2 separate regions of the Oryctolagus cuniculus genome follow, and region 1 is linked to region 2. Evidence: chromatin contacts called from public Hi-C data. All regions are on one chromosome and are shown on one strand. The core of a region is the stretch at or near the end of the contact, and the rest is flanking DNA. Distances in the headings are between cores, read along the strand shown.

The links. Hi-C and Micro-C count contacts between places; a contact is called where the count stands out from the background.
Region 1: a Hi-C map of skin fibroblasts shows a contact between it and region 2, with 9 times the contacts expected there. The contact joins two enhancer-like sites. A contact is called at or near these places in 5 of 6 Hi-C or Micro-C datasets (ear pinna, embryonic fibroblasts, psoas muscle and 2 more).

What each region holds. Positions count from the first base shown.
Region 1 is chr1:114,947,679-114,950,410 of mOryCun1.1, reverse strand. No RefSeq gene overlaps it. Among named protein-coding and RNA genes, the nearest start is that of UBASH3B, 120 kb to the left of the region's middle. Within about 2 kb of position 1,395, at least 1 of the 8 cell types and tissues checked has an H3K27ac peak or open chromatin away from gene starts, as enhancers often do.
Region 2 is chr1:114,673,928-114,676,627 of mOryCun1.1, reverse strand. All of the region lies in intron 4 of LOC138843476, which reads left to right. Among named protein-coding and RNA genes, the nearest start is that of MIR100, 67 kb to the right of the region's middle. Within about 2 kb of position 1,282, at least 1 of the 8 cell types and tissues checked has an H3K27ac peak or open chromatin away from gene starts, as enhancers often do.

The DNA of each region.
Region 1 (2,732 bases), core at 146-2,645, 270 kb before region 2:
TTGCCCTTCAAGACCCTGCCAAAGCCTCTCACTACTGGGATAGGGCTTTGGCAGGCTAAATTAATGATCCCCACCCTTAAGCCAAATGTGTGGCTTGCATATAGCTCCTTAATGGTCTCTATTTCCCTGTGTGTCCCCCCCAAAAGTCTGTAAGCATACAAAGTCAGAAACCACTTCTCTTTCATCTGTTATCCTGAATGTTCAGCACAATGGCTAGTGTTATGATAGAAGTTCTAATATTGTTTCTTGAATAAATCAATGGATTAGTATCAGCTCTTATTTTCTGTATGTTTTTTAAAAAAATCATTTATTGGAGAGGCACGGAGATAGAAAGAAGGATATGAATATGATAGATAGACAATAGATTATAGATAGACAGAGCTTCCCATCCACGTATTCATTGGTTTATTCCTCTAATACATACCATAGCTGAAACTGGGCCAGGCTGAAGCTGGGAGACAGGAGCTCACTCAGGGTCTTCCCAAATACTTGAACCATGAAGGTCTGCATTGGCAGGAAGCTGGAGTCCGGACCAGAACATTCCAACATGGCACGTGGTCATCTTCACTGGTGTCTTAACTGCTAGTTTACACTTCTGCCCCTACTTGCTCTATGTTTTGGAAGCAAAATTCAGCAGTGGCTGGAGATGTAATGCTGAACATGGCACCAAGGTGGCAGTTGTTGGTATGAAATCCTCACAAAGAAAGCAGGTTTTAACAGGGAGAGGGAACCAAAGGCCATTTAGAGTAAAGAGCTCAGGCCACTCAGTGATTAGGGGAAAGTGCCCTGTGTATCGAGAGTGAAGAAGTTGTAGACAACAATAGGTAGCGTGTTAGACCGTAAAGATCCTTCCTTCTGTACTTAGGACCCCAGACTTCACCCTGGGGTCCATGGGGGGGCCACTGACTACCTGTGGTCTGTCACAGTAGAGTGTGCATAACTTTGGAGTTGTTTCTTTGCCTGCCTGCCTTCCTTCCTTCCTCTTTCTTGCTTGCTTGCTTGCTTTCTGGATTTCTTATTTCACTGAGGTTTTCTGGGAAGTGTCTCTGAGAAAATAAAAGGTGTCCTGCATGCTGACCTCCTGGGAGGCTAGGGTTGCTCTGAGAGTGGGATTTCCTCCTGCAGGCTCAGGCTCAGGCTCAGGCTCAGGCTCAGGCTCAGGCTCAGCCGGACGCATGCTGGCCACTGGAGGTCACTGTTGCATCATAGATGTATTTGCAAAGCTCTGTTATGCCCATTTTGAAGTCTGCTTTTGCCAAGAGTTCTGGAAGCCTATATCCCCTGGCAGCTTGGAAGTTCCCCAGTGCAGACGTGCCTCTTTCCTGGTCAAGAATTGGCCTGGTGACCTGGAAGATGTGGCCAAGGAAGAGCTGTGCCTGAGGCAGGAAGGAGAGAGGCTGGGGGACCTGGTGCAAGGAGGGCTGAGTCTGTAATCAAATACGGGGCCGTGGTGGTGTGGTCTGGATCACATTATCCTGCGTCTGGCATAGGAGAGGCTGGTTGCCCCTTCGGGTCAAGGCGACTTCTCTCCTGCTGTTTTCTGATTTGAATCTGGTTGAGGTTAGAGAAGGTTGTGATTGTCTTATGGATCCGTAGAGATCCAGGGGGGCATCTGACTCCATCCTAGGGGGAGGTCTGCAGGTGGGAGGAAGACATCCTAGTGCATCTGGGCTCTGACAGCAGAGCTGCTAGGTCAGGTGGGAGTTTGGGGACTGAGTCTCCCTCTCTGAACCCATCCACTCGCTGGCAGCCTGTGCCAGGGCCAGGCTTCCAAGGAGGCATCAGAGAGAACCACAGGGAAGGAACTGACATTTCTAGTGGGAAACTGTTGTGCTAGACCTTATTTTTTCTCACACTGTTCTTGTGGTGAGTATGTATTATTTTTGCTAATTTGATATTTGAAGAAACCAAGGCTTAGAGCTGACAATTGAACCTAAATAACTTTAAATACAAAGAGGAAGGATGATAAAACAACTACATGTGGGCACCTTCTAAGAATTCATCTAAACTGGAATTCTTGCTTTGCATCATGCAGGGGAACAGAGCCTCTGGGAGTGTGGCTTTGATAATAACTCACTTCAACTTTGGTCGAGAATAACTTCTGGGCAGAACTGAGTAACTTTCTAAAAAGCTGTGATCTGTTTATAACTTTATGAAGGGTCTTCAGAAAGTTCATGGAGGACATGCACTATGAAAAAAACTGTATGATTTCAAAATTGTTCACATCCAAATAAACTCGCACTAAGTTGCTGTAACATGTCTGAACAGGATCTAGTTTGTGGCATTCAGAAGGATGAGACATCAATTTGAAAAGAGCAGCATGAATTCTGATGCAATAGAAGCAAGCTTTCTGGTGAAAGTTGGGTGGAAGAATGGCAAAATTGTTGATGCTGTATGAAAAGTCTCTGGGGACAATGCCCCAAACACATCAGCAGTTTGCAAGCAGGTCAGTTATTTCAAGGAGAGGTGAGATGGGGGTCTTCCTCTCTTGGAGCCCCCTCCTGGCTGCTGCAGCAGGAGGTTTCTGACTTAAATAAATTTTGCTTTGCTCACTGCCTTGTCCGCATGGAAATTCTTCTCCTATGTGAGACAAGAACCCAGGTCTTCGTCTTTGTCACCATGTTGCCTGTAATAGCTTGGCGCCATGATTTGGATACAACTCCAGTGGGACTTGGATCCAGTTCAAACTTAACTCCAGCCAGCCTGGAGTTGCCTCACTAGATGAGGAGAGC
Region 2 (2,700 bases), core at 33-2,532:
GTTCCTGTAGAATGCCATCATGGTGGTAGATTCTGGAGTTAAAGAATGAATGAAACACAGTGCCTGACCATGGAGAAGGCAGAGACAACGGGACAATTTCAGTATGTTTCCTACTTGCTCAGATAGAGGTATGTCCAGGGGGCTATGGGAGCATGATGAAGGGCCGCTAATTCAAGGAAGGCTGCCTGGAGGTGACGGTTATACTGGGACTTACCATTGGGTGACAGACACCCAGAGGAACACGTGCAGTCAGCGCATTCCAGGAAAGATGGGCATCTATATGAGTTGAAACACACACACACACACACACACATCCTCGAGTAGAGGAAATTCTTTCAGGCCTTCCGTGTTGGTTGCATCATCTGGACAATGCTACTGTCTCACAGGAAATGTCTCACAATGTTGGTGGCAAAGAGGCACTGAGTTTTCTCTTGTGCGTTGGGCATATCCCCTTGTTGCGAGAATCCGGAGGGAGAGAGTAAAGGAGGGAATCCTACTTCACTTGGCACACGGTTCAGTCTTTTAATCATCTTCTCCACTCCAGCAGTCAGGGCACTGCAGACCAGACACATCCTTCACCCTCCAGATCTGACCTATTTGGGGGCTGCCCAGGGCCAGGCTACTCAGAGTCCTAGACAAGGAGTTCACCATGCAGTCCAGGAGGCCACATGGAGAAAGGCTGGGGCCAGGGCTTGTATGCTGACTTGAAGAAAGTAAACCAACTCCTGCCTTCAAATTCTCTAACAGCTACTCTTTGAATTCTGATGGATTATTTTATCCAGTCCATTGTACAGATGGGAAGACTGAGATGGAAGGGCGTGGGGCCACCCTCTAGGTCCTGGGGAAACAATGGGTGGTGACTGTGCTCCTCACTCCAGTGCGGCAGCTGCTACCTTCTCAGACTGGGAACCTCTGCAGGGCGTTTTTCCCAGAAAGAGGAGCTTGGAAATGGCAAGCCAGTTAGCAATGGCCTGTATCCACTGGAAACCCTGCCTACCGGGCTGGCATTAGGAGGCGTGGGGGTTCCCAGACTCCTCTGGGAGGTCATTCAATCCCAGCCATGGCAGCTGGTGTCCTTGGTGCCCTGGACCACCATCAGAGAAAGGAATCAGAGAGAAAACAAAGGGTGCAGCCCAGGCTGCAGACCTGCGCCCTCCACGCCCACTTGCCTGGGGCAGGGCCCAGTGGGGTCGGTGCCAGGCGCTGTGCTGCTTCACCACCCCCTTCCCGGGCCCCTCAGCTCATCTGCTGGCTTTCAGATCTCCAGTCGCAGTGAATGGGTCTTTGTGTGAGCCCCAGGAGCTGGCTGGGAAGAGCCCTGATGAAAACGTTGGGCAGAGATGCCTTCTCTGGGCCCGGGCTCTGCTCGGCATGGTGCCCATGTCGTGGGGGGCGGGCCTTCATCGTGGCACTGCTGTGCGCTCTTTCTGGGATGACTGGGAGAGGTGTTCTGCACCCCTGCCCAGTGAGGTCACAGGCAGGGTCTCAGGGGTTGGCTGTTCCTTGGTCAATTCCCCAGGACTCTTTCCTATTGTGTGTCTTGGCTGCTGTGCGCCATCTGCCCCCCATGACTGCACTACTACTCAAACCAAGAAGCAGTGGGAAATGGTCACTCCCGGCATGCCAGGCATTGTGCTGAGGGGTTTAGCCCATGTCATTAAACCTTCTCAGTAATCCTGTGAGATACCTAACCTGAGCATTCCCATTTTACAGGTAAGCACGCCAAGGCTCAGATATGCTAAGCAAGCAGGTCATTTAGAATGGTGAGTGTGCAGCCATTGGAGGGGTCTCCATTCTTCCCGCCTTCTGACAGCCTTGGAGACGTCTCTTGCCAGACCTTGAGGTCCTGAGATCTCAGGGTCTGTGCTCGGCGACCTGAGGAATCCCCCGTGCTGCAGGGCACTGGTGGGGATGGATCCTGAAAACCTCGTGTCCTTTGAAAGTCGTGTTTTGTTTACTTTTTCACCCCTCTGAGCTTTTATTTTTTTAAAAATCAAAGTTAATGTTTCATTTTATGGGAGAGAAGAAACTCTAGTTGTATAAGAAACAAGTTAGGTGATGATGGTAGGCTGGCAGTTTGGCTAAGGACCTCATCCCCATCCCCAGGAAACAAACACCCACCTCGGATGTGGTGGTCCCTGCTCTGCTGTTGACTGCTCCGCTTTGCTCACTGTCCTCTGGGAGTGCCGGGTAAGGGCTAATTCAGGGGTGTGAGTCCAAAGCTCTCTGGGGTTGGGTTGGAGAGTGATGGAGCTCTTGAACTTTTGCCATGACAGCATAGACAGCAGCAATGATCAACATCATCTTCTTGTAGCTGTGTGGCAGGACCGTCCCCCAATAGCTATAATCCAGAACTCGCCTAGGAAGACAAGCTCAGTGGCTCTTCGGGGGAACAAAAATTTTAACCATGACTTTTAGAGAAGCTCTGTTAGCTGAGCCAAATGAACAGCTGGGAAGGGCTGTGAGTATTTCTCTGCTTGCAAAGAGGTTATAAACAACCTATGGTAAACAATCAAACAAACAAATACAGTAGAAGCAATACAGGTTAGGTCTTCAGAACATCCAAGCAGTGCAGCAAGGGGAGAATGAGGCAAAATGGAACCTTGACCTCCCGAGCTATTTCTTCTTCTCTTCTTTCTTTTCTTCTCCTTTTTCTCCTCAAGAAAAGCCAGCTCTCCTCTCTCCAGACTATCATCCCTA